7 separate regions of the Mus musculus genome follow, and regions 2, 3, 4, 5, 6 and 7 are each linked to region 1. Evidence: chromatin contacts called from public ChIA-PET and promoter capture Hi-C data. All regions are on one chromosome and are shown on one strand. Each heading gives the region's core, a stretch centred on a gene start, on an enhancer-like site or on the middle of the called end of the contact. The rest is flanking DNA. Distances are from core to core; before and after follow the strand shown. Region 1 holds the start of Sos2 (SOS Ras/Rho guanine nucleotide exchange factor 2). Region 2 holds the start of Dnaaf2 (dynein, axonemal assembly factor 2). Region 3 holds the start of Abhd12b (abhydrolase domain containing 12B). Region 4 has its middle 18 kb from the start of Abhd12b. Region 5 holds the start of Klhdc1 (kelch domain containing 1). Region 6 overlaps Klhdc1 (kelch domain containing 1). Region 7 holds the start of Klhdc2 (kelch domain containing 2).

Region 1 (2,809 bases), core at 201-2,700:
TGTAGGCACACGCGTGTGCGAGGACACACATATGCCACATTTCAGATGTAGACAGGTCAGGGAACAACCTTGCGAAGCCGGTTCTTTCCTTCACGTGGGTTCCAGGGGTGGAACGCAGGTTGTCAGCCTTGGGAAGCGAAGCAGGTACCTTTTCCTCGACAGCCCCAGAGGACTTTTTTTTTTTTAAACACTGTGGATACTTAGATTAAAAAAGAAACCAAAAACAAAACAAAACGGAAACCTCCGATCTCTTTAAGTATTTAGTTGCCATTTTTACTTTATGAAGTCAAAATGGTGTTGTGTTTGGGGGAGAACAATGTTCACCCACTGATTCTGGAGCTGAAATTACTACACAAGTTATCTTTTCCAGTCTGTTCTTCTGTTCCCTTCCTCACTTCGGTGGCTGGCAGCATGACTGTTTACAGCCCGTTGGGAGCAATCTGTTCAGCGATTTTAGTGGGATGAAATTTGGGTTAGTGAAAAAGTTTCCAAAGTACATGCCCCTTCAACTTAAAAAAGCATAGGGACAGAGGATTTTTAGGTTTTTTTTTTTTAATGCTAATTAGTGTGACTGTATCGCAGGATCCAGGTTCTGTAGAACCTTAAGTGGAAAGGATTTGAACATGATTAACCTAAGAACAATATCTGAAAGTTTTTGGATACTTTTTTTTTTTTTTTTTTTTTGATCCATAGGGACTCTAGGTGAAAGACCTCGAACTGAAGTCATCTGGCCCTTCAACGTGCGCTAAGAGCTTCCCATGACCCTACAATGTGACTTTATGAATAGCCACTATCACCTAAATATACAAAGGAGCCACACAGAGCACACGTTAAATAAATATCCTATCAGCCCAAATGTCCTTTTCTCCCCACATCTGTGTTCTGCCTCCCAGAGCTGCAGTCACGGGCTCGGGGGTCCCCTAGGGCTGTACCGAATCAGGATTGTCTGCCAGGACTCGGAACGCTGCCGAGTTCGTCTGGAAGAGCCACCCCGCCCCGTGCACGTTCCCAGGAGAGACCGATTACCCTCCCGGCCCCGGGGCCCCGCACCAGACGCCTCGGCCCGCTCGGCGGCGCGCATGCTCCGTGCTGGTCTTCTCCAGAGACTCGGGAGAGCGAGCGCGGGGCCGAGCCGAGCCGAGCCGCCGCTGCAGGCACCGGGCGCTCGGCGGCGGCCGGCGGGGCTGGAGGGGCGGCGGCGGCGGCGGCGGCCAGTGCCGTGCACGCCGGACACGCGCGCCCGCTCGGCCCCGAGGGCCCTCTGGAGGTGACTCGGGCGGACCCGGCGGTGGCGGCGGCGGCGGCGGCGGCGGTAGCGGCGGCTGCGCGGAGGGCGGGGGAGGCGATGAGGACGCTGCGGGCCGCCGCTGTCTGCCCGCCGCGGCCGTAGCGGGAGTCGGGGCGGGGGCGAGGCCGGCGGTGCCCCGCGCTGCGCACCCAGACAAAGGAGGAGGAGCCTCGGGCCAGCGGGCCGGCGCCGCGGGGACAGCAGGACGCCTCGGGCCGCCGCGCTTCCTCGGGGCTGCGGGGCCGCCAAGCCTCGGCGAACGCCCGCCCGCCGGCGCCGCCCCCGAGCGCTCGGCCGGAGCTGCGGCCCGGGCGGGAGGCGGCGGCCGGGGCGAGGCGAGGCGAGGCGGCCGGCGCCCTGCCTGTCAGGCCACCGGCCCGGCCTCCGATGCGGAGGCGCTGCGGCCGGGGCCATGCAGCAGGCGCCGCAGCCCTACGAGTTCTTCAGCGAAGAAAACAGCCCGAAATGGCGGGGACTATTGGTCCCGGCCCTGCGGAAGGTCAGTGCTGGGGCCGAGGGAGGTGCCGCGGGGCGACGGGCTGGGGGGCCGGGCCCGGAGCTCGCACAACTTGTAACGGGGAGAGCGAGGAGCGGGGAGCACGGCTCGCGCCCGCCCCGCGTGCCGCGGCCGAGCCTTCTCTGGCCGGGCTGCGGGCGCTCCTAATTGCCTGTTGCATCCCGAAGGACGTTTTCTCAACTTTCTTTTTTGGCCTGGTCCCGGAAGGAAGGTTTTGTTATGATCATAAAACTGGATTTCATCTTACAGTCATTTCGTCAGGCAACTTCCGCCGTTGACCAATGCGTTGTCCTCAGGCTGGATTCTGGCAACACAGAGTCCCACTGGTTTTTTTCGTTTCTAAAACAAATGCGCAATTTTGGACCGAGAGGCTACTTTGAATTAAGTTCTTGGGGCTGGGGGTGCTCGCCTCGGGCGGCTTGCTTGCTACGCTCGCCCATTCGCCTGTTGAGGCTGTGCTGTTTTCGCTAATATGGATGTGTGTTTCCCATGTGTGAAGTGTCAGTGAGTCATAGTATTCGTTCTCCAGCTCTTGGGGTGAATCTAAAGCGCCTCCCCACTTCCTGCAGAAGTCTTACCTGAATACAAAGATTGCCTCACAAAATGTGGTCAGTTTCTTCACAGCGACGAGGACTTGCAATAACCACTTTTAAGGGACAGTTGCGGGGGCGGGCGGGGGGGGGGAGGTGGCTCGTTGCTAATCAATCTTTGGAGATTAGATACATTGCTAGGGTGCGTGTCTCCGATTGGTTGGTGCTAGTCTTATATGAAGTTAGGTAATTATGCCATTCTCTTTGTTGCTCTGGGCCAGCAAGAGACTCGTTAGGGAAGGTGATTTGCGGTCCAACAACACAAGCTTGATGGCTTGAATTTCATTCCTGGAATCCACGTAAAGGTGATAGGGGAGAACTGACTCCACAAAGCTGTCCTGGCCTTCATGCAGGCCCTCACCACACACACACACACACACACACACACACACACACACACACACACATGCCACT
Region 2 (2,809 bases), core at 141-2,640, 480 kb after region 1:
ATATCTGACGCAGACTGATCCAGTAACAGATGACATTTAAGAGGGAAGATGAGCAGCACTGGCAAGTCCATGAATAGGGAAGCTGACAGAGGAAGGGCAAAGAAAGTAAAGAACAAGAATTTGGAATGCTGAAAATGAAAGAGGAAGGGAAGTCACGCCATTTCAGGCCTCTGGGGCTTAAGCAGTTATTACTCAAATGGAGACATCTGATGGACAGTTGATGAGTCTATAAGCTTAGAATGTGAAACAGAAGTTGGTTATTTGAGTTTTATTTACTTACTTGTTTTGGGTTTTCAAGACAGCGTTTCTCTGGATTCCTTGGCTTTTCTGGAACTTGCTCTGCAGACCAGGCTGGCCTTGAACTCAGAGTCACCATGGTAGTTGAGTACATATATTTAGCATGTGAAAGAGATGGCATAACGGAGATGAGGTGTCATCCCAATCTTGGGACAGTCTACTTAAAATGTAACAGAGGAAGGCCTGCAGATTGGTGGAAAGAATGCTTGTCTCAGGTGTGAGGCCCTGGGTGTGGTTCTGTGGACATTCCCTCCCACAAAAGGAGGAGGCATAAGAGAGAAGCCTGGGAAAGGTCTTGTGATTGCAGTAATGCCAGTATAAACTGCTAAATGCTGCACTTGTAAAACAGGTCTGGGACTGCCCAGCAATCAATAAGTAACCATACCCTAGACCTGGGTGTGTGGCTCAGTGGTACAGCTCAGGCCACAGGTGGGAAGTCCTGGATCCCACACCTAGCCCTGTAACAAAACCAAGTTTCTATAGTCTGGCACAGTAAAGTTCCATTATGTAACTACTACATCTGCTGCATTGGTTCCTAGTGGAGCATTGTTAAGAGACTACAGAGTCAATCTAAGGATATCTAGTTTAAAAAAAAAGCGCAGTTATAAATTCTATTCTCAACCCAAGGAAATTGATCAGGACAAACTGTAATTTTGCTAAGTGATTTGAGAGCTTGCATTTACATTATAAAAAGCGAACACCTTTCTGATGCTTATTAATCTCTGGGATTTGTTTTGTCATCTTTTGCCCCCAAGGGTTTCTGGGAGACAACTATAAGGTGGAATACCTGAAAATGGTAAGGGTTTACTAACGTTGGTTCCACAAAGTAAAGAGAGTCAGATAAAGTTAGGTTTGTGAATTAGCTAGTAAACTTCTCTCTTGTTGGTGAAATTAAACAGTTAATAAGATAAAGACACAGCGCTGAAGATGAGGACAGTTACCACAATAGACTGCAAAGTACACGTATCCTGACACAGTAATTTAAAACCTGTAGCAGGTAGTGTCTGCTTGGTTTGAAGTAACAGTGGAGCCTATTTCTAGCATTTCTACCAGATCGCTGCCCCTCCTCCCAGGCGTTACTATGGCAACAAAGCACGCGCTGCCCGGCCTTGACAATCCAGCCGTTACCTTCTTGGACTGGTCAGTTCTCCATGAGCCAGACTCTGAAGCGCATCCTAGACACTCAATTCACCCTGATCCTTCACTGGGTCTGGGCATTGGGCCGTGTGGGTCACCATGGCCAAGGCGGCGGCCTCCTCAGCGCTGGAGGACTTGGATCTGAGCAGAGAGGAGGTGCAGCGGTTCACCTCCGCCTTTCAGGACCCAGAGTTCCGCCGAATGTTCTCCGAGTACGCCGCGGAGATCACGGACCCCGAGAACCGGAGGCGCTACGAGGAGGAGATCACAGCCCTGGAGCGGGAGCGTGGGGTGGATGTGCGGTTCGTGCACCCTGAGCCGGGCCATGTGCTGCGTACCAGCCTGGACGGGGAGCACCGCTGCTACGTGAACGTGTGCAGCAACTCACTGGTAGGCGTACCTAGCAGCCGGCCCGGCCCGGGGCGCGGCGGCACGGCAGCTGGCAGCCACTGGTCCCTGCCCTATAGCCTGGCTCCCGGCCGCCAGTATGCCGGCCGCAACGGCGCCCGCTACACCGTCTACGACGTGGTCTTCCACCCCGAAGCGCTGGCGCTGGCCCGGAGCCACGAGCGCTTCCGCGAAATGCTGGACGCCACGGCCCTGGAGGCGGTGGAGCAGCAGTTCGGCGTCAGGCTGGACCGCAGGAACGCCAAGACCCTGAAGATCAAGTACAAGGGGATGCCCGAGGCCGCAGTGCTCCGCACGCCCCTACCCGGGGGCGTCCCGGCCCAGCCCGAGGGGGAGCCACCAGGGCTTTTCCCGGACCCACCATATCCATACCGCTACCCCGCGGCAGCGGCGGCGAACACTGCCCGCTCGCCCGCGTCCCCCGCTCCCGAGGCCGTGCAGCGCCCAGAGCCCACGGAGCCGCGCTGCTCCGTGGTGCAGCGCCACCACGTAGACCTCCAGGATTACCGCTGCTCGCGCGACGCGGCCCCGAGCACCGTGCCGCACGAGCTGGTGGTCACCATCGAGCTGCCGCTGCTGCGCTCGGTCGAGCGGGCGGAGCTGGAGGTGAAGGGGAAGCTGCTGTGCCTGGACTCGAGAAACCCCGACTACCGGCTGCGGCTCTCGCTGCCGTACCCGGTGGACGACGGCCGCGGCAAGGCACAGTACAACAAGGCGCGGCGGCAGCTGGTGGTCACGCTGCCGGTGGCGCTGGCCGACGCGCGCCAGGAACCCCCGGCCGCGACACCGGAAGAGCCCGCGGAGGAGACCGGAACTGACGACGTAGCCCGCACTTCCGCGGGCGATTTTGCAGCGGCGCGGGAAGAGTCTGCAGATGGAACCGGAGCTGACCACGGGGAGAAGAGCGGTGTGGGAGCCCCAGACCCCGGGGCTGCACACGCTGAAGGGGAGCTCGTTCCCGAACCGG
Region 3 (2,809 bases), core at 148-2,647, 470 kb before region 1:
AAATGGCTGGCTCTCCAGGACTGTGAACTGTAGCTTTGACTATCTACCTAAGAGATGCTCTTTTCTGCCTAGTGAGGGCTAAACCATCAACCACTGGTGTTATAGAGAACTGGGGGTGGGGGATGTTTCTCATGTCAAGGGGTAAAGTGTAGGTAACTGGAGCGACGCGATGCCACCCACTCTCCAACCTCTATACCTGGCTGGGGGCGGGGGGTGGGGTGGGGTGGGGTGGGGGATAAGACAGCAAAGATTCCCTGTTCGTCATCATCCCTGGGACATTCCAAAGTGACACCTCCAGTGTGTAGCTGTGGCCAGAGAGTACTTGTAACTAACACAAAATAAAATGAAACAGAAACAAGAAACGTAACAAGAATACCAATTCAACAAACTAAACGGGATACACACACCTCCTGAGTCCACTGCCTCACACCCAGGACCTAGCTCCAAGGCCAACAAGACCGAGGATGACTGACCATTGACTCGATGGGAGACAATATTTAAAAACAAACAAAGCCGGGCGTGGTGGTGCATGCCTTTAATCCCAGCACTTGGGAGGCAGAGGCAGGCGGATTTCTGAGTTTGAGGCCAGCCTGGTCTACAGAGTAAGTTCCAGGACAGCCAGGGCTACACAGAGAAACCCTGTCTCGAAAAACCAAAACAAACAAACAAACAAGCCACAATGATAAACAGACATTTTCAGGCATAAAGAATGTTAAGAATTTACATAAGTAACCCCATATATACAAAGTGATTCCAATACCCCCAGAAGTTCAGCCAGTCCTTTAAATACACACCTGCAAACCCATACCTGAAGAGCCAGGACTCTTTTCCACCTACACAGGTCTTTGACCTACAAAGATTGCACCTCCGATTACAGCACACCATAAGTTTTTGGCTGCCTCTGTTATTAGTAATATTTAAATTCATTCGGTAGAGTTGTAAATTGAACAGATAAGAGAAACTTTTTGGAGCCTCCTTTCCAACGCTCTCATACCTTCCTGAAAAGTCAAACCTTCTGGCCTCTCTGGTCTCGGTAGGAATTGAATGCTGGGGTAATGCTATCTTCAATAACCCAGGAGTTAGCAAGAATGTGCAAGCCACAAAGTCCCCCGACCCCAAAACCAGCCCTAAAGCTTCAGTGTCCTCCAGACCTAGGAGAACCATGGACAGGTCTTGGACAGGGTAGCCCCAGCAACTGCCTAACCATGCCTAAAACTGGACAAGGGAGCTATTTTAGGTGATGACCCATCAAGCACACTCACCTCAGGTTCCTCAGGACCATAGCCCACCAGGAGGTCACAGAGGAACAGGGAGGGGGCCCTGGCTCCGAGGCTGCATCACAGTCCCTAGCGTCCATCCTGAGGTGCCTCCACTGCTGAGGGAGCTGCCACAGGCTTCCAGGGACCAGGCTTACCCTCTCCTCCCCTGCTGCTCTTGCTCCGCCCCCTTCCTCTACCCAGAGGAAAACTTGGCCACCTACCTAAGGTCACACCCATTGCAGAGGCTGGGGCTTCCTCCCTGGTTGGTCTCATACCCAGACAAGCAGGTGATGAATAGAAATGCATTGATACATAGATATAACTATGTATCCATTTGTTTCATTCTCATTGCTTTTCATTAAATATCCCTATGAGCTTTGGCAGATGCTTCCCTTGCTAGGCCCACAGAATAAAGTAAAAACTCTTAAAATCTTGACAGTAGTTTTCTAGGCACGGCTTTATAAGATCTGCCTGCCATTGCTGTCACAAGAATTTCTTTGGTTCCCTTTGTTTAAGAAACAGTTGAAAGACTGGGAAAAAAAAACTGCTTAGTGGTCAAAGGCACTCATTGCTTTTGCAGGCAATAGCACATAGTCTATAATTCCAGATCCAGATCCTTTGTGGGCACTAGGCATGAAAGTAGTGTTCAGACAGATCCACATGCAGGCAAAACACATAAACATGAAATAATATATGATTTATGTAAACACCCTTCGGGCCAAGGAATTATGAGCTACACAATGACTTCATGTATCCAAAATGAAGATCTTTTTGATGTTTTGTTTCCTTATTATCAGTATATAGCAGAGCCTATTCTCCTGCCAAGGTTAGTGGACACCTGAGCCAGCTGCTACCTGGTACAAGTTATATTCCTGAAGCTTTCTCCTAAGAGCAAGAGCCACAGGCCTGCCAGAGCTGCCTCACAGAAGCCATCAGGCTAAAGGGTGGGGATGAGGAGAAAAAAAAGATGCAATGTGATGCCAGCATCCAGGCTTCCTCCCAGAGCAAAGCGCATCATGCCCTGAAGCCAAATGTACTTTCCCCGCCCCCGCCCCCGCCCCCCCCCCCCCCCCCCCGTGTGGGTCCTCAGTAGGCTTTGACTGTGAAGCCCTGGTGCAGGGGACTCTTCCACTGGGGGAAATGGACCCTTTCAGAAAAAAAGACAGCAGTCAATAAGTGTGTGATTTCATTTCATAGAATTGGCAAGGACAGAGTCTCTGTTTCCTCTTTTAATCGCTCTGACCATGCTCATTTCAGGGGCAGAACCCAGATTGACCCTCTGCTTTCCCTGTGCCAGAGCAAGCACTCTCCCAATGAGCGATATCCCTCACCCCCTTTATGTCTACAGCTTTATGTCTAAAGCTTGAGATAAGACCCTCACTAAGTGACTCCGGCGGACCTTGAGTTCACTGCATCCCTTGCAGAACTTTAACTTTTGCTCTCTCTGCCTTGGCCTCAAGAGTAGGTGAGATTACAGGGCCTGTGCTGACAGGGCCATCTGCAGGGTGTCCACTTTCTGATTCACATCAAGATCAGAGCAATCAGATTAG
Region 4 (2,809 bases), core at 143-2,642, 450 kb before region 1:
CTTCAGAGTACAGCAGCCTTCCTTACTACATCTCCACTGCACTGTGCGGCCCCGGAAGGACCCTTGCGAGAGTTCATGACACTATGCTGTTTGGCTACATAGACTTTGCAGCTGCTAGGATCACAAGCCAAACCAACCTCTCTCCGATACCTGATGTCTAGCATATGGTCAAGGCGACACAAGAGGACAAACATAATATATATATTCAGTGTTATAAGATATATAACTATGATATTCAGTGTTATAAGAATTCTCATTTTAAAGTTAGGTAACTTGCCCATAGTCCGAAATGTAGTTTAAGACCTGGCATTTGAGCCCAGGCTGTCTGCCTCCAGCACGCCCCTGGAACACTCTCCACATCAGCCCCCCTGCCTCCACTGTGCCCCAGACACTGCAGGCTCCTCGCCTTATGACACAGTGCAGTTGTCCCTAGAGAAACACAGAGATCGGTTCCCATGGAGACAAGATTCTGCAGATGCTTGAGCCCCCTTATATCAAATTAATATCAGTTGTATGCAAACCTACAAACATCCCCTCTTCATACTTTAAATTGTACCTTATAATACAATGTAAGTGTGTATGCAGATAGGTGTTGTGTTATAGTTTCTATAAAATATCAACAAGAAAGTATACCTATACATATACCTATACATATACCTATACATATACCTATACCTATACCTATACCTATACCTATACCTATACCTATACCTATACCTATACCTATACCTATACATGTGTGTATACATGTACATATACAAAAATATGCATATATATATATATATTTGTACATGTCTGTATTTCCAATTCAGCACATATAAAACCCTTAAAGACCTATCTGTTTCAAACAAGACCCTTGATTGAACCTGTGGTCGTAAAGTCATAAATACATAAAGCTAATTGTGTCTATTTGGCCAGGTTTCCTGTCCCTTGCTTCTCATAGACGCGTGAGACTGGGGCTGCTTGGCTGTTCTCCACTGTATGCTTAGCCCGGAGAACAGCGCCAGTACACAATAAGGATGTGGTAAACCTTGATGTTTTCTTAAGCTCTTTAATGCGCCGTCTCACAAGAAGTAATCTGTTTAAGAAGCTGAAAAGGAAAGCGAAAATAAAAGGAGGAAACACACGTCGCAGTCACTGAAGGAGAAATGAACTTCTGAAGACATCTTGATAATACAGCTTGTGGGGTGACTTGTTATCCCTCGTGGGTCAGCTCAGGGTGACTGTTCAGAGCTGCCTGGGACAGTGAGTGTGTTCAGGTGGTCTTGAGTGTCCAGCCAAGGCCTGAGATTTGTAATGTGAACTAGCAGCCAACTGCAGGATTGTGTGATACACCCACCCCTAGTGTAAGGACCAATGAGAACAGACAGATGGCTGGACCCAAAATGAGAATGTGTTGAGACAGGGGCAAGGACGTAGTTCCTGGTGGTGAATGTGTCCTGAGTGACAAGAGCATCTGGGGCTCTGAGACAGGCAGAACTGATGGCACCCTGGGACGATTGGAGCCTGGAGAGGTGACACACAGGAGTGGAGATGGATATGAAGCCCAGGGCAGGGTGGAATTTCAGAGTTCAAGGTTCCAGAGGTGAGGGCGTTCTGGGCACTGACAATGCCTTGTAACCGGATAGGGGAGATGGGTGGCAAGTGTGTGGAGTCTAGGACGAGGTCTGGGAAGTGAGAAAATCCGATACTGTGTGTTGTGGGTTCCAGTGTGTAGGTTTATCAGATCAAACTGCAAACGAAAGCCTGGTCACTCACATGGTTTTCAAATATCACCTTCTCCGCAGCTCACGTCTCATCAGAAATGCGCTCTTTAGGGTGACTCTAAAACAGAAGCCCACTTGAAAGCTACAAACCGGGATACTGGCATCACCTCCACCCAGGGGGTTCATAAAAGTAAGAGCTGTCAGTCTTACATCACGAAGGTCTGGTTCCGTCTCAGAGATCCTTTGCAATGAAATTCTATGTCAGCCAGCTTTTGTTTCACTGCTGCGATAGAACAGCTGGCGTAAACAAAGGAAAGGAAGATTCATTTTAATTCATGGTTCCAGGTTGTCTGTCTACCACGGTAGGGAGGGGAAGTCATGGCAAACAGGACACAGCGAGAATGAGAGTCGAGCACTAGGGACCAGGTGTGTTCCTGGTGACCTACCTCCTCCTGCCAGGCCCCAGTGTTTCCACTACCTCCTAAAACAGCTCTAACAATAGCTGGGCACTAAGTGTTCAGCAGACAAGCCTGGAGATGAGATCTCATAGTCAAACCATAATATCCTGCCTCTGGCCCCTGGAGACACATCACCATCTTGCAATGCAAAATGCGCATAGCCCATTTCTAAAAGTCCCCCAAAATGAACAGTTTGAGCACTATTTAAAAGTATTAAGTTGAAATCTCTGAGACTCAAGGTAAACTCTGTAAGCCCCTGCCAAGTCAAGTCCTGTACTTCTAACAGAAGACAATACCTAGTAAGGATTCTCAATCGATAAGGGAGAAGACGAGAAAGAGTGGTCAGATCAAAAAGCGAGACTGCAACCCAATGGGGGCAAACAGTAAATCTTACAGCCCCATGTATGGCATCTGGCATGTTGTCAGCTCAAACAAACTTGGGCAGTCCCTTTTGTATGATCTTATTGGTTGCAGCCCACGTGACCTCCCTCTTGGCCTGGCTTCTTGTTGACTATAGCTTTTCTGGGCAGCTGTTCCTCGTTCTTGGGAGCTCCAGCATCATAGCGTCTCCGTCACAGCCCAGGTTTCACCTTCACAAGTGCACACAGCTCCCTTTCGGGTGCTACCTGTGAAGATTCTGACCTT
Region 5 (2,809 bases), core at 97-2,596, 440 kb after region 1:
GACCTGGGCTACACATGAAATTCCAGGCCAGGCAGTGTGAGCTGCAGTCTGAGATCCTGTCTCAAATAATTAACAAAGCAAAATAAAGCTCCAGAATGCAGCCCCCAGTGTCACATGACCACTGAAGGGTCAATGCCTTTCTTTATAAAATGAAGATGTGGGGCACGAGAGATGGCTCTGTAGTTAAAAGCACTGGTTGCTCTTGCAGAGGACCTGGGTTAGATTCCCAGCACAATCTGTAATGCCAGCTCCTAACACCCTCTTCTGACCTCCATGGATACAGGATGCATATATATATACACACACATACATATATACATACACACACATGTATATATGCAAAACATTCATGTACATAAAATAAATTTTAAAAATTAACATTACAGATTAGACCCTAGTCGATAATCCCATATGATTAGGACATACCAGATATAGTTGGCACACAAAAAACCAATTTTTCTTTTTTTCTTTTTTACTTATACTGCACTAAATTAGGAATAAGCACACAAAACAACAAAACCCACTCGGACCTGATAATTCTTAACACACACAGTATGCACTTTATTTCGTTGTGTTACAGGTCTGTCATTTAAGGGCACTGAGGAGGTCAGAAGATGTTATCTTCTATTTGCAGAAGAGATTCCGTAGGGCTTATTTTCTAATCTGTAAACAAACGGGGTGGGCAGGTACACCTGAATTATTTTTCCAACTCGATAATCCTTGTTATCATCCTACGATCATAGAAACAAAACAAACACACATTCCAACCGCCATGGCAATACGAATTTTCAGCCACAAAACTCTGTGGTGGAGTGTTGCGAATACGAATCTATTTTGAGACTCCAGAGGTACTTAATTAGCAAAGAAATGCCACTAAAAATAGCTGATAAATTTAACTGCTTGGTGACTTCCGTATTTTGAGTAGCACGGTGGCAATGATACCAAACAACGCGGCACGACGTTCTGGGGTCCTCTCCAGTCCTGAGCCACGGAGGCTGGAGGGGTCACGCACCCCGAAACCCCGTTTTGTGGCTTTGGGAGCGGGAGCGATGTGGGCAGCACGGCAGGCGGCTCGCCTGGGAGCCTGTGGGAGTGCTGCGTCGCCGGCCGTCATCCCCCTGCCTCCGCTCCCGCGCCGCCCCAGCGCCCGCCCCTTCCCCTTACCACGTAGCCCCCCCACACGTAGAGGAAGTGTCCGTCCACCACTGCGCAGTGGCCGCTGCGCTCCTCGGCCACGCAGAACGCCTGCGGGTCCGCCATCCGCCCTCCGGGGCCCAGCCAGCTCGGCGCCCGCTCGCACGCGCGAACGGAACGCGAGGAGGGTCCAGATTGGCGGAGGCGGAACCGAGGAACCTGCGCGTCTGCGCGGCCACCGCCCCGGACCGGGGCCTGGCCGCTCCCGGGAGCACCGGGCGCTGCGAAGACACTGCAAACCTCTCCCTGAAGCCTCTCTGCAGCCACTGTCTGGGCTTCTTAGGGCTCTATTAATCAAGAATGGTTTCTCATGAACTTACTTTATGTATGTGAGTGTTCTGCTTGTATGTATGTATGTATGTATGTATGTATGTATGTATGTATGTATGGTGTACATCCTGGACCTGGAATTATGGGCAATTGTGAAATGTGGCTGCTGGGAATCAAACCTGGGTCCACTGCAAGAACAAATGCTCTTAACCTCTGAGCCATCTCTCCAGCTCCATGGTGTTCATTTGGAAAGTGAGCTTTCTTTTTCTTCTTCTTCTCACAACTGTACAAAGTATTGGGTTTATGAACCCCAACTGGGCCAGCTTATTGACCTGAGCATCCTCCTGGCTGTGTGTGTGTGAGAGAGATCATTTTTTAACACGAGCAGTGCTCCAATGCCAGTTCTGCTTCAGCCTCGGTAATACATGGTTTCAAGACGCATATGAGGTTTTTTTGCTTTTGTAGGGCCTGGGTGTCCCTGGTTTTCTTCACGTGTACTTCCGTGCTAATCGCTGTAGAAGGTGTTGGTACCTGAGGCACTGAGTGTTCTATTATTTCTTCGTGGTGATATTATGTGGGAACACAGGCACAATTCCCCTTTTCTAAACACGAAAGGAAACATTATTGTCTTGCATCTTTCATTTCCCACTTGTATACATTTTCTCTGGGGAGAGGAGCGAACCTCAAGTCTTCCTTGAAGAACCAATGATTTTAATTACAGTTACATGAGCATAGCTATTCCACTGAATAAAATGTCTCTGCCTAGCAACTGTTAACTGCCTACAAAAGCTGGGGGTGGGAGCTTGAAACACCCCCCCCCCTTCCTTGCAACTGTTAACTGCCTTTAAAACCACGGAGGGCAGGGAGCCCCTCCCCCAACCCTAAATCGCGGTGATAATTCTACAACCCACCACCTCTTGCCATCTGCCCCTCCACCTTCCACGATGGTCCCTGAGGCTTGGGTAGGATGCCCCTCTAGGGCTGGACATTCAATAGCACTTTTAACCAGTTGTCTCTACAGTAACGACTGCCCATTTAAAAACAGAAACCTCATTGACCAAAGATGACAACTACACTAGTGGACGGGTATAAAGACAACTATTTAGAAGGCAATTTGACAGACACATAGAACTTAGCAAAAGAGCAGCAGCTTTCAAAAATCTATGGTCTTCCCCCAGCCATGGGCTTTTGACCGGGTTTACAGAACACGGCACCAATTCCCCTCTTGTGGAACGATCCACAAATCCAGTCAGAAAATAATTGGCTGTACCCATAATAGTTTCTTCCCCAGTGGGAACATCAGGCCTGATGTGTTGATACTGTAGACTTCAGGATCCCCAGCAAG
Region 6 (2,809 bases), core at 102-2,601, 420 kb after region 1:
CTCCTGCCTCGGCCATGATGGGCCATGTGTTCACCACTACAGTCATCTCAGATCTTAAAGGAAAAGCTGAGCTTGGGAGTGGAGGTGCACACTTGTAATCCCAGCACCCAAGAGGCTGAAATAAGACCATGCATTTGAGGCTAGCCTGGGCTACACAGTGACTTCAAAATCAGCTGGAGCTATATACAGAATTTTTGCTAGGAAAGAAAGGAAGAGGAGAGGGGGAGGGAAAGAGAAATAGGAAGTAGGAATGGAAGAAGAAAGGAAGGAGAGGGAAGGAAAGGGGAAGGGGAAGGGAAATAGTTCAGTTATAAATGATGCTCAGAGTTGCTCAGTAGACCAGACTGGCCTCAGACTCATGGGGTCTGCCTGGCTCTGCCTCCCGAGTGCTGGGAGAAAGGCATGCCCTGCTGCACTGCTCCACTATGTATATCCAGCATACTGTAGATCTCCTCCTCAGGAAAACTTCTTCTACCACGTGTGCTGTCACTTTTACTTGAAAGGCTGTGGCAAGACAACCAGAGTTCAAGGCCAGCCTGGGCTACTCAGTGAGATTCTGTTTTGAAAGGAAGGAAGGAAGGAAGGAAGGAAGAAAGGAAGGAAGGAAGGAAGAAAATTTAAATTTCATATTTCTTGTTTAGATATATAACCCAAAGAAAAAATATCAACTCAGTCTTAGAGACCCAGGCTTGGATTATGACAGATTGCACACCAGCCCACACCCAGCCCTACAAACTGGAACCCAGATCTGAGACTGACCTTCCAGACCAGACCCAGGTGTCTAGGTTTAGATAGTGTAGGTCATTCATCCTGGTTTGCTGAAATAAAAGCAGGATAATTGGACAGGGTTTTAACTCTTTCATGGAATAAAACGTTAGCTCTAAAGCAAGCTCAGATCAAGCACAGATTGCCCTATTCTTTCTATTTGGCCCTGGAAACTTAGCACTGAACATCAATTCTAAGCATCAAGAAAATCAACATGGAACTTCCCGGGGTCAGCAGGAAAGGAGATGGATTTAAACTAAAAGAGCTTGGATGGTAGGAATTAAACATTCCTGACACTGCACTCAAGTGAAGGGCTTTCCACACTAAAATGTGATTAAAAAACATCTGCGGCAGCATGCGGAGGGTCTCTTTCGGAAAACAGGAGATAAATAAAACTCAGTCCTGTGTGTAGCTTAATCTCTGGGCAAGTTGCATGTTCAGCTGCTCCACAGAATCAGACACAAGCGTTTATAAACATCACCCATGAGAATACCATTTCCATTGAAAACACTGACCAAAACACGTCCGCCAAAGACGTAACCCTTATTTCCCAGAACTGCACATGAGTGCGCGGCTCGTGGCTGTGGTGGAACTCCACCCTGCAAGCAGAGATCAGAACAGAAGACAGACTTGAAACGGCCGTACCAGCCACATCCTGTGCCATAACCACAAATAGCTTCTTTAAGAAAAGACGCACCCCTCCGCCCTGAAATGCCCACTACCCAACAAAATCAATGTGCAGAAAGTTCATCCAGAAATATAAAAATCTTAAATAAATTAAAACATTTTCATCTCCTCTCCCCTCCCCTCACACTATAGATCTAATATTGCATCTCAGAGACTCTAAGAATTTACTAATGGCCCCCCAAATTCTCAAATTCACAAAACAGCTTCGCTGACAGTTTAAGGCAAACCCAAGAAGCCCTTCTTTCCTAGACAAAAGCCTACTTGCATTTTGGAAGTTGGTTTACTTTTGGTGTTGTTGTTTTGGTTTGTTTGTATGTTTGTTTCCTATTTCCTAAAATTCTTAGAATAAAAAACTCCTTTCTACTTTGTCTTGAATGAAGTTCTGATGTTTCGGTCTCACTTGAATAACTGAAATCTAGTTGGTAATAATGAACTAAGCTTTGCCTCTGTAATAGTTAAATTAAGAGAAAACCATTTTTTTTAAAAGGTTGATTCCTAGGGCTGAGGGATGCTCAGTGGTCAGGAGCACTGGTCGCTCGCTCCTGCAGAGGCTGCAGAGGGCCGGGTTCGGTTCCCATCACCCACATATCAGCTCACAACCTCCTTTAACTCCAGTTCCAGGGAATCCAGCCTCCTTGGACAATACACACACATGTTGCCCATACATACCTGCAGGCAAAACACCCAAACACATAACATAAAAACAAATCTTTAAAAGATGCTGATTCTGTTTGCTTTCTACTGTTTACACAAATCTGAATTTGTGTTTGATTTCTAACAAATAAAATAATATTGATAATGTATTTTACCATGTTAGAATTGCATGTAGCTCATATAAAAACACAAGTGTTGGGTCTGGGATACAGCTCAGTGAGAGTGCTAGGCCAGTTCTTACAAGGCTGCTGGTTTGATCTCAGGATTGGAGAGGGGGGGGTGGAGGGGGGAAAGAAAGGAGGAAAGAAGGAAGGAAAGAAGGAAGGAAGGAAAGAAGGAAGGAAGGAAGGAAGGAAGGAAGGAAGGAAGGAAGGCTGGCTGGCTCACGGACTCTGTTTTAAAAGAATTTTAAAAATAACTCTGATAATTCACACAGACACTGACAGGTAAAGAATGATCCTCTAGCTCATGCCTGTAATACCAGCGCCAGGGAGGTAGAGGCAGAAGTTCAAGGCTAGCCTACCTAAGCTACATGAGACTCTTTCTCAAAAATGAAAAGAACAATAATGACTCCTCTTTAAAATACTTTTTTTAGAACATATTATTTGTAGGATACATGGCTAGAAAAACAGTCGTTGCTAGCAGTTTTTAAGGGAGCTTCTTCAGCTGAGCGTGGTGGCAACAGCTGTAACCTAGCACCTGG
Region 7 (2,809 bases), core at 86-2,585, 390 kb after region 1:
GATCAGGTCGTCAGTACTATAAGCTATTAGAGTCCTTAAGCAAACCACAGGCGCAGAGAACTGGACTTCCCAAGGGGGGTGGGGGGGCGTCATTTTAACACTAAAATAGTTTTAGGTCAAATGGCTCAAATGAGTGTGCACCACATGAAATCCAAGAACTAGAGTGAGTGTATCATGGAATTCTAAAACCAGTACAGAAGAACCAGTGAGCAGCGGTTTAAGGAGGTAACTGAGCAGTATTCCCCAGCTCGCGGTATAAAACAATGCAAATGACTAAAAAGATACTTGGTCACAAAGTCCAAAGGCCTGCACTCCAATTACATACGCTGCTGGGGATTCACTGGCTATTTTTTCCTTTAAAATCCGCAGTAAGGCCTACTGAGGAGCAATCCTTTCTCAGCTGAGACCAGTTAAGAAAAATGGCCCTGCGTTCAAACAATAGATAGGTGGGGGCATCTGCACAGGTGTTGATGACACCGTTACACCTTCGGGGAGGTTGAGCAAGCGATTCCTGTGGCCTTGGTTCACACAGTGACAATATTGTTGAATATAGTGTCTGTCGGCTAAATGGCCCCAGCTCCGGGCGACCGGGCCCAAAGGTATATGAGTGATTCTCACACACCCTCGCCCCCACCCTTTTCCGTACCTCGGGCCACAGTCACCCGCTACGCGACCCACAATAACAGAACCTCGCTCCGCTCACTCCAAAGACAATGCGTAGGGGGTGCGTGGGATAGGCTGACTCATAAGTTCAAGAGAGCGGTGACAATAGCCCAGGATCCCCGAATCCACCAGGGCAGGGCGGGAAGATGCTCTCCTGAATGAGCAAGAGCCGCGGCGGCGATCGTGCCCACTCCGCCCTACTGACCTTGTAGCCGCCCCAGACGAACATGTGGCGCCCATCGCTGACAGCGACGTGGCCGCTGCGTTCAGCCGGGCAGGCCAGCTCCATGGCCTCGTAGTTCTCGAAGGCCGGGCCCGGCAGATCCTCCGCTCGAGCATCCTCGTTGCCATCAGCCATCTTGAGGCTGCACCGCTGGCCACCGAGACCGCTCCGGCCCCGCAGACGGGAGACAAAGGAAAGCGGAGCGGTGGACCGCGGCGCGCAGCCAGCGCTGACGACCCGCCTGTCCTGCGCTACGCCTCCGCCTCCGGGACGAGCGCTGGGGCGCGCGCCGACAGCGGCTGCGGGTCTCGCGGGGACCGCGCCGCGGCCGGGTCCTGGCTCAGAGCGGGAGAGCGGCCGACGGGGCTCGCACTCGCAGCCCGCCCCGCCTCCGGCCGCCGGGGCCTTGTTTATGCCGCCGCCGGAAGTCGTCCGCAGCGGACACTGTCCCCACGCTCCGGAAGCGCTCTCGCCCCCTGCGCTGCTGAGCCTCCCGTCGTCCGGTCCCACCGCAGTGCTGTCCTACTGCTGTGTAGTCCTCCCAGTCGGGCCCTTGGGCATCTGAGTCCTCCCAACATCCGTCCTCCCGCCTCAGGGTGCTCTGGCCTGGATAGTTCCTAAACCATAACAACCCACCCTTGGGGAAAGAATGCGAATCCCAGACTCACAATCTGGGCTTCTAAGAGGCCAAATGAAAATTACGAATTATTTAAACCCAATTCCTCGCCCATAAAATAAGGCTGGTCTGGAAAACACTTCAGGCTCCTCATTTAAATGGTGGCTCTCCGTGCTGCTCATCTTGTCTTTTTTTTTTTTCTTTCTCCCTCTCTTCGTTTTGGGACTGCTAAATATATACTGAGCAAAATACACACTTAACAAAAACGACCAAAAAAAGCTTTTCTCTTTGAAACTCTCACCAGTTGCTGGAGATGTACTTGCTGAAACACAAGAGTTAAGGGTCTGGGGTTTGAGATTAAAGCGCTGGGATAAAAGGTGTGCTCCACCAGGCAGATTCTGTTTCTTGACCAGATTCATCCAGGTCTCCCTGGGGCAATTTTGCCATGCAAGAGATGTCCAGTGCCCTTGGTGCTGTGCTGAGGGGGGCCTTCCTCACTGCCATTGCAAGAGACAGTCAGAGAGAGAAATGGCCTTCCTGCTGCTGCCCAGGGTGTATACTGTCAAAAAGAGATTGGCAGCGTTTCCACCAGCCACTTCGTGCTGGATGACACTGGAGAAGAAAATCTAGCATCAGTTTCATGTTTGGCGGGTAGAAGACATCTCTCACTGTTGGCCACAACCTCTCACACTGCAAATCTGCTGTAATGTGAATGACCAATTTGCACTAAGCTGAGGTTTGTGGTGAGCAACTGATCGTCCAACAGTGGAAATCACCTTGCCCTAGGGGTCAGGAGCATGCAAGTGGATATTCCTCCACAGATCAGCCTTATTCCAGATGAGCTGCACTTGGACACATTTTACTGCCTCGTGATTATTGTTTGCAAGAAAAATTTGATGGTGTTGTGGGGATAGCCACTAGAGAGGACAGCTCAGACATGAACTTAAGGCAATAGAAAGTCTTTATTAGTTTGGGATCCCAGTGTAGCAACGAGCCTTTCTCAGAGTGAGCTTTTAAGCACAAAACCCATGTTCTGGACGGATACACTTCAGTTAACAAGAACAGTTAGCATCCCAGAGAATCTTGCCACAGAAGCCAGATGAAGGTAATCTACACCACAGAGCCACTGCTGTCCCTTGTCCTCAAGAGACTAGACTTCTGTCACTCCATGAGACTATCAATAGTTACAAATAGTCCTGGGCCATTGTAGAAGGATTTTTATCCAGCAACATGGCTACTCTGATTGGAATACAGACACACCCTTAGCACACACTTTAATCTCAAATGATGAAGGTAAAGTTAGTTTG

Evidence for each region. Promoter capture Hi-C pulls out the DNA fragments that hold promoters and counts their contacts. ChIA-PET counts read pairs in DNA pulled down with a chosen protein or histone mark. Capture Hi-C pulls out chosen DNA fragments and counts their contacts.
Region 2: a promoter capture Hi-C map of pre-B cells shows a contact between it and region 1. The contact joins the promoter of Dnaaf2 here to the promoter of Sos2 in region 1. A contact is called at or near these places in 20 of 39 promoter capture datasets (the 3T3-L1 cell line, 3T3-L1-derived adipocytes, the C10 cell line and 13 more), 3 of 15 datasets of contacts at CTCF or cohesin (the NIH/3T3 cell line, large pre-B cells and pro-B cells), 65 of 484 Hi-C or Micro-C datasets (B cells, the Ba/F3 cell line, the C10 cell line and 36 more), 26 of 115 datasets of contacts at active chromatin or transcription factors (the 230-238 cell line, CD8 T cells, the HPC-7 cell line and 18 more) and 4 of 9 other capture datasets (adipose tissue, liver, macrophages and 1 more).
Region 3: a promoter capture Hi-C map of stem cell-derived epiblast-like cells shows a contact between it and region 1, with 2.9 times the contacts expected there. The contact joins the promoter of Abhd12b here to the promoter of Sos2 in region 1. A contact is called at or near these places in 3 of 39 promoter capture datasets (neutrophils, pre-B cells and stem cell-derived epiblast-like cells) and 1 of 115 datasets of contacts at active chromatin or transcription factors (bone marrow-derived macrophages).
Region 4: an RNA polymerase II ChIA-PET map of memory CD8 T cells shows a contact between it and region 1, with 7 read pairs. The contact joins the enhancer-like site here to the promoter of Sos2 in region 1. A contact is called at or near these places in 3 of 39 promoter capture datasets (the C10 cell line, cranial neural crest and pre-B cells) and 3 of 115 datasets of contacts at active chromatin or transcription factors (bone marrow-derived macrophages, large pre-B cells and memory CD8 T cells).
Region 5: a contact with region 1 is called in a promoter capture Hi-C map of neural stem cells. The contact joins the promoter of Klhdc1 here to the promoter of Sos2 in region 1. A contact is called at or near these places in 16 of 39 promoter capture datasets (the 3T3-L1 cell line, the C10 cell line, the HPC-7 cell line and 9 more), 1 of 484 Hi-C or Micro-C datasets (bone marrow-derived macrophages), 12 of 115 datasets of contacts at active chromatin or transcription factors (the SCID.adh cell line, bone marrow-derived macrophages, effector CD8 T cells and 8 more) and 3 of 9 other capture datasets (adipose tissue, embryonic stem cells and liver).
Region 6: a contact with region 1 is called in an RNA polymerase II ChIA-PET map of memory CD8 T cells, with 64 read pairs. The contact joins the enhancer-like site here to the promoter of Sos2 in region 1. A contact is called at or near these places in 10 of 39 promoter capture datasets (the 3T3-L1 cell line, the C10 cell line, the HPC-7 cell line and 5 more), 1 of 484 Hi-C or Micro-C datasets (bone marrow-derived macrophages), 10 of 115 datasets of contacts at active chromatin or transcription factors (the 230-238 cell line, the SCID.adh cell line, bone marrow-derived macrophages and 6 more) and 2 of 9 other capture datasets (embryonic stem cells and liver).
Region 7: a contact with region 1 is called in a promoter capture Hi-C map of adipose tissue. The contact joins the promoter of Klhdc2 here to the promoter of Sos2 in region 1. A contact is called at or near these places in 23 of 39 promoter capture datasets (the 3T3-L1 cell line, 3T3-L1-derived adipocytes, the C10 cell line and 13 more), 8 of 484 Hi-C or Micro-C datasets (the C10 cell line, CD8 T cells, bone marrow-derived macrophages and 4 more), 14 of 115 datasets of contacts at active chromatin or transcription factors (the 230-238 cell line, CD8 T cells, the NIH/3T3 cell line and 10 more) and 3 of 9 other capture datasets (adipose tissue, liver and macrophages).

What each region holds. Positions count from the first base shown.
Region 1 is chr12:69,680,493-69,683,301 of GRCm38.p6, reverse strand. It overlaps Sos2 (SOS Ras/Rho guanine nucleotide exchange factor 2), which reads left to right and starts at 1,450. Exons shown (of 23, transcript NM_001135559.1): 1 at 1,450-1,787. The coding sequence starts at 1,701.
Region 2 is chr12:69,197,010-69,199,818 of GRCm38.p6, reverse strand. Dnaaf2 (dynein, axonemal assembly factor 2) reads left to right here and starts at 1,390. Exons shown (of 3, transcript NM_027269.4): 1 at 1,390-2,809. The coding sequence starts at 1,534. It overlaps 9330151L19Rik (RIKEN cDNA 9330151L19 gene), which reads right to left and starts at 2,608. Exons shown (of 2, transcript NR_033222.1): 1 at 2,204-2,608; 2 at 1-2,091.
Region 3 is chr12:70,152,719-70,155,527 of GRCm38.p6, reverse strand. It overlaps Abhd12b (abhydrolase domain containing 12B), which reads right to left and starts at 1,397. Exons shown (of 13, transcript NM_001195033.2): 1 at 1,263-1,397. The coding sequence starts at 1,357.
Region 4 is chr12:70,134,879-70,137,687 of GRCm38.p6, reverse strand. No RefSeq gene overlaps it. Among named protein-coding and RNA genes, the nearest start is that of Abhd12b, 18 kb to the left of the region's middle. Within about 2 kb of position 1,392, at least 140 of the 459 cell types and tissues checked have an H3K27ac peak or open chromatin away from gene starts, as enhancers often do. A contact at or near this core is called in bone marrow-derived macrophages, memory CD8 T cells and pre-B cells, where this site is marked.
Region 5 is chr12:69,240,369-69,243,177 of GRCm38.p6, reverse strand. It overlaps Klhdc1 (kelch domain containing 1), which reads right to left and starts at 1,346. Exons shown (of 13, transcript NM_178253.5): 1 at 1,165-1,346. The coding sequence starts at 1,260.
Region 6 is chr12:69,256,578-69,259,386 of GRCm38.p6, reverse strand. Klhdc1 (kelch domain containing 1) reads right to left here. Exons shown (of 13, transcript NM_178253.5): 7 at 1,281-1,364; 8 at 760-818. Among named protein-coding and RNA genes, the nearest start is that of Klhdc1, 16 kb to the right of the region's middle. Within about 2 kb of position 1,351, at least 52 of the 459 cell types and tissues checked have an H3K27ac peak or open chromatin away from gene starts, as enhancers often do. A contact at or near this core is called in the 230-238 cell line, the SCID.adh cell line, effector CD8 T cells and 3 more, where this site is marked.
Region 7 is chr12:69,295,207-69,298,015 of GRCm38.p6, reverse strand. It overlaps Klhdc2 (kelch domain containing 2), which reads right to left and starts at 1,335. Exons shown (of 13, transcript NM_027117.3): 1 at 869-1,335. The coding sequence starts at 1,021.